Linked DNA regions of Sus scrofa: region 2 is linked to region 1. Evidence: chromatin contacts called from public HiChIP or PLAC-seq data. All regions are on one chromosome and are shown on one strand. Each heading gives the region's core, a stretch centred on a gene start, on an enhancer-like site or on the middle of the called end of the contact. The rest is flanking DNA. Distances are from core to core; before and after follow the strand shown. Region 1 overlaps MFSD4B (sodium-dependent glucose transporter 1). Region 2 overlaps TRAF3IP2 (adapter protein CIKS).

Region 1 (4,614 bases), core at 1,225-3,724:
ATTTCTATGAAGAGAACATGGAACGGAGCCCTAGAAACCTGGCTTCAAGCCCTCACTACTGCTTACAAGTCTTCTGGCCCTGTACTCAGTCATTTAACTTACGTAAGCCTCATTTATCTCATCTCCTGATCTTCTGAAAATAAGAAGACTTTCAAAGTAGGACTCCATGGTTTTTAAAGTCTGCAAGAGGTCTGCTAGAAATTAACATAAGTGCCACCCAATTCTTCATTTCAAATGAGAAGGTGGGGGAAGGGTGGCTTTAAGAATGTGCTACTGATTATGAATACAAGTCAGTTGAAGAGACTCAATGTTTAATACTTGATTTGAATAATTATCTGAAGAAACACATTTTTAGTACTGTATTTCATCGATTCTCAGATGCCACCTTGTTTCACGTTTTTAATGTTTCTGAAATCAGAATATTTGTTAAAATCCATGATCCTTTAACATTGTGACAAAACTTAATTGACATTTATTTCCATGTCTGTATACAATGTTGCATTTTACAATCCAGTCTTAGTTTCAATGAAATACAGTAATTCATTCAGTTATAGAGATTATACTATTTTTACAGACATTTTAAAAAGAAGTTATTTTTATATGCTCATTCTCCCCCATCATGTTCAAATGGGATTTGGGGATGCCGTGTTTGATTGAAAAAGCTGTTTCAGAGTGTTGGTGTTAGTAATAGGGCTCTGGATGGGGTCTCTTGAGGTCCTTGCCTACCTCCACGACAGAGTCTGGGTCTGAGCCTTGCTGGTCCAGGGATTGCTCCACCACCAGTTTGCTTGGGAGTCATGTTGCAAGTACTGTAAACCAGGCCGCTAGTTTAATTTATAGTGAGACACAGTCTTTCCCAGTGATTGGAGTACTTGTATTGCTCATCCAGGCCTCCTTCCGGAGCTTGAAACACCTGGCAAACCAAAGTAATGATTAGATCCCTCCTAAGAGTCCGGGATCATGAATGTGACAAATCTGGTGTGGGCTGGTCCTTCGAAAAATGACTGGCATTGCTGACAGGTTTTGTTCACTCCTTTTTACCACATCTGATGCTGAATCGCACCTAACTTCTCCCTGGTTTTGCAATAGGTCTGCTTTTTCTTACCTAATTTCTATAAATTTGCCTCTATTTTTTCTTAAGTGGAATACAGCACCTTTCTTGACCACCATCCATTATTGATTCATAGTAATAATCTGACAGTTTTGGAGAGGGCTCGTAGAGAAATTAACAGTAAAAAGCCCATTCTTCTTACTCTTTTTATTCCATACTTTTCATTTAGCTAGAGCTTGGAGATTACCTCTGCTCTGTTTACTGCTTTTTCTTAGGTTGTTCGAATTTAGGCAGCAGCAGCTACTTGGCATCTCGGCGGCTTGCTAGAATAGAATTCTACCTGCAGCATCTACATTTAAGGGGTAAAAATGCAACTCAGGGAGAGAAGGTAATAAAAACATGGCAGAAAATTTGGAGATCTACCAAAAATGTGTTAGAATCCCACAAACCAAAATGTGAATGGCCATATGAGAATATAGGCATTGTTAAAGTTTAATAATGTATTTCCATATTGGAAGGATAAGACTGAGTAGTATTCCAAGAATTAACATTCATTCTAATAATCAGTTCTTAGTTAAGTGACTGCTGATATAAGAGTAACCAATACCAGAGTCTCCTATTTTTTTTTTTTAAGGCCGCACCCACGGCATATGGAGGTTACTGGGCCAGGGAGCTAATCAGAGCCGCATCTGCGACCTACACCACAGCTCACAGCAACGCCAGATCCCCAACCCACTGAGCAAGGCCAGAATCGAACCCACACCCCCATGCATACAATCAGGCTTGTTACTACTGAGCCACAATGGGAACTTCCAAAGTTTTCTATTGTTGACAGATTACTCCAAATTTAGCAGCTTAAAACAGCAGACTTTCTTTTTTTAACCTCACAGTTCCCTTGAGTCAGGAATTTGGGCACAACCTCACTGGGTTCTCGGCTCAGGGTCTCACAGGCTACAGTCAGGCTGGTGGATAGAGCTCTGCTTCTTTGTGGAGCTTGGGCCTCCCTCCCAGGGCTGTCAGGTTTTTGACAGTATTCAGTTTCGCGCTGTGGTGGCCCGAGGTCTCCGTTTTTTGCTGGCTGTCTGCAGGCAGCAATCTCAATTGCTAGACCCTCGCACAGATCCCCGCCATGGGGCTCTCTCATAGATCCTCTCACAGCATGGCAATTTGTTTCTTCCAAGCCAGCAAGAGACTGTTTCACCAGATTCTGCTAAACTGGAGTCTTTACTAACAGTGTGATCCCCAGAGTGACATCCTGTCATCTTTGCCCTATTCTGTCTGATGGAAGGAAGTGGCAGATTCTGCCCAAACGCAAGGGGAGAGGCAGGAGATGTGTGTGATGGGGGGTCACCTTAGGGCATGTCAACTGCACTCAAGAATCTGCCAAACGCAGGAGAGCTACGTTTGATCTGAGGGAAGGAAACCTTCTGCGGTCACGGAATGTGACCATAGAAAACCCATTGAACGTGCCAGTTGTCGGGGTGGAAGGCTCCCCATGGACTAGGCCAGCAAACCTGGTAAGGGAGACTCTTTGTTTGCGGGGCACTGGAGTGGTTAACTCAGAGTTAAGCTCTTTGTTTCTTTTTTGTTTCTCTTGAGACTTTCCCTTATGTACCTTACCACTGGGCTTTTTACCCTGTTCAGGTGCAGCTTCATGTGAGGGCAATCGTTTAATCCTATTTTTCATAATAAAGTCCAAGAACACTTTGAGAGCATTTTTCAAATACTCTTATTTTTTAAAGAAGAATCTTTTTTAAAAGTCAGTTTTTATTAGAAAAGTAATGAAGGTATTTAAAAAAAAAAAAAGGATCATGGTAGAAGATCAGAGAGGTACCTGAAAATATAATGGACAGGAGTTCCCATCGTGGCGCAGCGGTTAACGAATCCGACTAGGAACCATGAGGTTGCGGATTCGGTCCCTGCCCTTGCTCAGTGGGTTAACGATCCAGCGTTGCCATGAGCTGTGGTGTAGGTTGCAGACACGGCTCGGATCCCGTGTTGCTGTGGCTCTGGTGTAGGCCAGCGGCTACAGCTCCAATTAGACCCCTAGCCTGGGAACCTCCATATGCCACGGTAGTGGCCCAAGAAATAGCAAAAAGACAAAAAAAAAAAAACAAAAAACAAATATAAGTAATAATCCTAAATGCCTAGAAAGTTCTTTGATTTCTAAATAAAAGGTAAAGGGGTTAAAAAAGGTTTTTTCCTTCTACCAGGTAAGGTATCAGAAACAACTTGAATTTTGTGTTCAGAGTACACCGATACTATGTTTGGTGGACTGGTTTTTAGTTTGAAGAATTGTAGTTTATTAAAACCAAAAAGAGTGTCGCAACACACTCCTGAAATATGTGTGATTACATATTAAAATGTTCCAGATAGATTTACTGAATAATCAGGATAGCTTTCTCATAATCAGAACTTTGGGGTTGCCGTAGCTGTGTGTCATTCAGTCCTGCCACTTAAAAGTTACTACTAAAATAGAGCTTAAAATGCTTAATGGAAATAGGTATATTCTTCTGGGATGCTCTGTATTTTTGTGTTTGTTAAGTGCCCTTGTTTTATTCATAGTGTTGTCAATGTGTGTGTATATTTGCACATGTGAGCCCCCAGATATTGTGTGTTTGATATTTTTCTATACTGTGGGGATGCAGTGGGGGTAGAGGTGATAGGGAAGGGATACAGAAAAGCTTACTGTATGCTTCAAAGTTTGTTAGAAATGTTCTTTTCTTCCTTGAAATCTTTATGAAGATTATTGTAGATTTACACGCAGTTGTACAGTGTTCTTTTGCAAATTTACTGAGGGATACTTGCTCAGTCTGGAAGGGTAGAGAGCTAGACTAGTGCTTCTTATACTTTAATGTGCATTAGAATTGCTTGTTAAAATAACAGCTTCTAATTCAGCTGGGCTGGGGTAGGGGCTGAGATTCTACATCGCTGGTGATGCGGTGCAATTGACCCACGGACTGAGAGCACTTTAGGTAGCAGGGTCCGCTTTTCGGGAGTGTCAAATTCTTTGCTATTTTGGGGAATTTATTTTGTTTCAGCTTTTCTAAGTCTGACCCTAAATCTTTGGGGGTCTACAGTCCCCATGAACCCCCTCCTCTTATACTGTTCTACGACTGACTTTTCTTCAGTCCTCTCATTTACTGCATTAGCTGTTGAGTATTTATTTCACGTGTTTATCGAATGCCTCCTATTTGGCAGTTTCTGTGGGAGATGCTAAGTGAAAAGAGCAGAACTTTCCTGGCTTCTTGGAACTTACCTCTAAATGTAGTACCGTCCATATTGGCTGGTGGCTGCCATACTGGATAGCACAGGCCTCGTGGGAGAAACGGGGTATCGAACAAGTAATCACACAGGATATCTCCAAGAAGGATTTATTTCCTCATGTACTAGAGATTACTTACCTATTATCTGGGGTCAGAAAGGTTGTTGTAGATACCTTGTCAAATGGCATAATATAAATTATGGCCTTTAAGAAGGACTTGGTGCCTCTAAAAAAGAGGCAAACCAAGGCGGGTGACCTTGGTTGTCAGAAGGAAGATTTAATCTCTTTTCTTTAATGC
Region 2 (4,631 bases), core at 1,045-3,544, 320 kb after region 1:
CAGGTATATAGCTTTTTTTTCTTTCTTTCTTTCTTTTCTTTTTTTTTTTGCTTTTTTGGGCTTTTTATGGCCACACCTGCGGCGGCATATGGAGATTCCCAGGCTAGGGGTTGAATCAGAGCTACAGCTGCCGGCCTACACCACAGCCACAGCAATGCCAGATCCACAACACATCTGTGACCTACACCACAGTTCACGGCAACACTGGATCCTTCACCGACAGAGCGAGGTCAGGGATCGAACCCGAAACTTCACGGTTCCTAGTCAGATTCGTTTCCACTGCGCCCTGATGGGAACTCCTTCTTTTCCTAGTTTTAAAAAACTACATTCACTGTACCCAGTAGACATCTAGGTTATAATATAAATTAAAGTGGTGTTCTTTGCAATTTATCAGCAAAGTTTCTTCTTATATAGTTGATAAATATTTGTCTTCCCTATGGTGACATATATGGGCTGAACTATATTGTAACACAATTGAGCCTTGTTTAAGAAGTTAGGTAGGCTGGGAGTTCCCCTTGTGGCGCAGTGGTTAACGAATCCGACTAGGAACCATGAGGTTGCGGGTTCGGTCCCTGCCCTTGCTCAGTGGGTTAACGATCTGGCGTTGCCGTGAGCTGTGGTGTAGGTTGCAGACTCGGCTAGGATCCCGCGTTGCTGTGGCTCTGGCGTAGGCCGGTGGCTGCAGCTCCGATTGGACCCCTAGCCTGGGAACCTCCATATGCCTCGGAAGTGGCCCAAGAAATAGCAAAAAAAAAAAAGACAAAAAAAAAAAAAAAAGTTAGGTAGACAGAGAAGGGAAAGCAGAAGGTCTCACTCTGCAAAAGTGTTCAGATCAGGGTATTATCTTGGGCCCCCTGCAGTCATTTCACTTTGTTCTGTGTAGAATATATATGGAATATATATATTATATAATCTGGATATAGAGAATTCCATGCTATACATATTCTATATATAATATCTATATTCACACACACATGTACATATTTTACATATGGATATGTCTGTATTTTTTTGGCTATCAATCAGATGAGCAAGATATGTATTTCCAAATTATTCATGTGAGGGTATTATTGAAGATATTTTAAAAAGAAGAAAATGTCCCTTCTGTAAAAAAAAAAAAAAAAAAAAATGCGCTTCCATTCCCTAGGAGATTATTATGAAAAAGAAAACGCAGTCATTTTTTTTTTTTTCTTTTTTCTTTTAAGGGCCGAGGTGCAGCATATGGAAGTTCTCAGGCGAGGGGTTAAATCAGAGCTGCAGGTGCTGACCTCCACCACAGCTCATGGCAATGCTGGATCCTTAAACCACTGAGCGAGACCAGGAATAGAGCCCAAATCCTCACAGACAGTATGTTGACTTCTTAACCCACTGAGTCACAACTGGAACTCCAGAAAAACTCATACGTTCTTCAGGAGTATTTAGAATTTAGTTTCTAGGTCTTAAACCTTTTAGAGTCATTAAAGAAACTTCTGTCCATGAAATTATACAAATAAGTCCCTGGAGTTTCAGAAGAGTGAAAAGATTTGCTCCGGGTCACATAGCTAGTTAGTGGCAGACCCAAGACTGGAACACAGATCTCCCAAGCCACAGTTCTAGCCTGCATTGTACATTCCCTGTCGTCACTTCATACAGTACACAGATTTTTTGACGTCTACAGCCCAGACCCTAGGAACTATGATTTTATTTAGAATCATGGTGGTGGGGAACAAAGTTTCTTTGTTTAAAAACTCTACTGCAGGAATAAACCTCCCCAGATTAAATTGAAAGGGATTGTTTAACTATCTGGCCTTAATTCTTTAGTACGAGGCAGTTCGTTACATTTGTCTAATATTATATTTAAGCAGCTTTACTGATATCCCTGGAAGCAACTGTCCATGTCAATTACTATGTATCTATCTCCTCTGAGATAAGTGACATGCAGGTTTACAAAAGAGTCAATATTTTATTATTTGTCCATGCATCAGTTTGGTCTGAGCACACCCAGCACCGGGCTAACGCGGAAAAGTAGCTCTGAGCAATGGGAGAGTGTTTGTGGTCGTTTACAGTTACAGCAACGTCACTGGTATTATCCACTTGCTGAGTGCTGAGCGCTCATTCTGGACACGGCAGACTGTTTGGTGGCCTCTGTTTCAAAGTCAAGTCCCCCAAGGTCTCAGGAGAAGAGTACTCTGCAGAACAGGTTTTCTGGGGCCAGAGGGACTGAAAACAACAGCCCTGCATGCTGCCAGCCCGCCTGATCTAGGGGTGGAGGGGTCACAAGGGGACCACCTGAAGGGTGGGCAGAGGCCCTCGGGGAGGAGCCACGTACTCTTCCTCTCTGAGCAGCCGCAGCAGGATATTTTTTTTATTCTTGGGCCAGCTGTAGATGTGAGTGTTCTGAAGCCAGGTGGGCACGTGTTCCTATGGGAGAGAGAATGACAGGAGCAAAAGCCATTAGAGAAAAACCTGGATTCCAGATCCTAGGCTCAGTTCCCACACCTCCATGGCTTTGCCCTTCTCGGGCGTCTGGTACTCAGCTCTCCTGGGAGTTGGACCGTTTTGCTTTTGGAAGGGCCGTGTGTGTGAAAGGCTCTTGGCTCCGAGCAGGCTGTGCGGCTCGTTATGGAAAGCACATGTGCCGGCATCTTCCAGCAGCCTCCCAGGCTACCTGCCCTGTGCCTTTCAGCTGCCTTTCACCACCCTCCCATAAAAGGGGTAGGACAGAGGTCATGCTGACTGATGTGAATTCCCCCGTGGCTTGCGGCAGAAGTATGCCAGGGCTGGGGGCCTAAGCTAATTCATCATCCTTTCACTCCAGCCACAGGTCTGGCCCGCAGAAGGAGCCCACCAGTTCCTAGTTATCAGGCAAGAGCAGAACCCGTAAACCAGGGACGGTGAGGGTGTAGTTGCAGACTGCCCTCAGACAGTGGACACTCTGCTGGAGAAAGACAGATAACGAATAAGTAAAAGACAGAGTGTGTTCAATACTAATACAGGCTGTAGAGAAAAATAAAACAGGGAAAGAGAAGTTCCCATCGTGGCTCAGTGGTTAACGAATCTGACAAGGAACCATGAGGTTTCGGGTTTGATCCCTGGCCTCGCTCAGTGGGTTGGGGATCCCGCATTGCCATGAGCTGTGGTGTAGGTCACAGACGTGGCTCGGATCCCATGTTGCTGTGGCTTTGGCATAGGCTGGTGGCTACAATTCCGATTCGATCCCTAGCCTGGGAATCTCCATATGCCGCAGATGTGGCCCTAGAAAAAGACAAAAAGACCAAAAACACAAACAAAAAAACAAAACTGAGAAAGGGGTAGGGAGTGCTGGGCAGGGATGAAAGATGGGCAGTTTTCAATAGGGTGTTTAGGGAGTTCCTCAGCAGGTTAAGTACCCAACTAGTATCCAAGAGGATGTGGGTTCAAGCCCTGGCCTCGTTCAGTGGGTTAAGGATCTGACATTGTCACAAGCTGCGGCACAGGTTGCAGATGTAGCTGGGATCTGGCGTTGCTGTGGCTGTGCTGTAGGCTGGCAGCTGCAGCTCTGATTTGACCCCTAACCCGAGAACTTCCTTATGCCGCAGGTGTGGCCCTAAAAATAACAAACAAGTAAATAAATATGGTGTTTAGAAATGGTCTCACTGAGAAAATAAGCAAAGACGTTAAAGAGTAGAGGGAGCAAGTTTTGAGGATGCCTGGGACCAGGCAGGTAGAAGAGCAAAGGCCCTGTGCTGGAAGCTTAACGGGCCTGTTCAAGGAGTAGCAAGGCCAGTGCAGCCAGAGAAGAGTGAATGGAAGAGAGCAGAAGGGTCCTGGAAGTAGAGAGGCTGCATCAGGTAGGGCCTCATGGATTTTCCTCTGAGTAGATGAGGACTCATCTGGGGATCCCAAGACGAGCTTGGAGGCAGCACCTGCTGCGTGTCAGGCACCCTGCTGGGCACTGAGGAAACCCAAATGAGAAAGACACAGTTACTACCTTGAGGAGTCAGGGACTTTGGATGTAGTCAAATTGTAACTATTTTCTTTTTCTTTCTTTCTTTCTTTCTTTCTTTCTTTCTTTCTTTCTTTCTTTCTTTCTTTCTTTCTTCCTTCCTTCCTTCCTTCCTTCCTTCCTTCCTTCCTTCATCCTTCCTTCCTTCCTTCCTTTCTTTCTTTCTTTCTTTCTTTCTTTCTTTATTTCTTTCTTTCTTCCTTCCTTCCTTCCTTCACCCATCCTTCCTTCCTTCCTTCCTTCCTTTCTTTCTTTCTTTCTTTCTTTCTTTTTTTGGTTTTTACGGCTGCACTTGCAGCGTATGGAGGTTCCCAGGCTAGGGGTCAGACCGGAGCTATAGCTGCCAGCCTACGCCAGAGCCACAGCAATGCAGGATCCGAGGCATGTCTGCAACTTACACCACAGCTCACAGCAACGCCGGATCCTTAACCCACTGAGCAAGGCCAGGGATCAAACCCACAACCTCATGAATCCTAGTTGGATTTGTTTCCACTGTGCCATGACGGGAACTCCCAAAATGTAACTATTTTCCAGGCAACTGCATGCCCTGAGTGCAAGGAAAAAAGGAATCGTGGCAGAAGTTTAAAAAGCATAAACAAAACCAACAAAATTGGTCTGCTTTTTCTATCACCGTGCTCCAGTAACTCGAAACAATTACTCCCAATAC

What was found. HiChIP or PLAC-seq counts read pairs in DNA pulled down with a chosen protein or histone mark.
Region 2: an H3K27ac HiChIP or PLAC-seq map of skeletal muscle shows a contact between it and region 1, with 2.6 times the contacts expected there. The contact joins two enhancer-like sites. A contact is called at or near these places in 1 of 47 Hi-C or Micro-C datasets (skeletal muscle) and 1 of 2 datasets of contacts at active chromatin or transcription factors (skeletal muscle).

The regions. Positions count from the first base shown.
Region 1 is chr1:77,167,952-77,172,565 of Sscrofa11.1, forward strand. It overlaps MFSD4B (sodium-dependent glucose transporter 1), which reads left to right. Exons shown (of 5, transcript XM_003121369.4): 5 at 1-4,614. Among named protein-coding and RNA genes, the nearest start is that of MFSD4B, 11 kb to the left of the region's middle. Within about 2 kb of position 2,475, at least 3 of the 83 cell types and tissues checked have an H3K27ac peak or open chromatin away from gene starts, as enhancers often do. A contact at or near this core is called in skeletal muscle, where this site is marked.
Region 2 is chr1:77,485,652-77,490,282 of Sscrofa11.1, forward strand. The region is part of intron 8 of TRAF3IP2 (adapter protein CIKS); the gene reads right to left. Among named protein-coding and RNA genes, the nearest start is that of TRAF3IP2, 53 kb to the right of the region's middle. Within about 2 kb of position 2,295, at least 9 of the 83 cell types and tissues checked have an H3K27ac peak or open chromatin away from gene starts, as enhancers often do. A contact at or near this core is called in skeletal muscle, where this site is marked.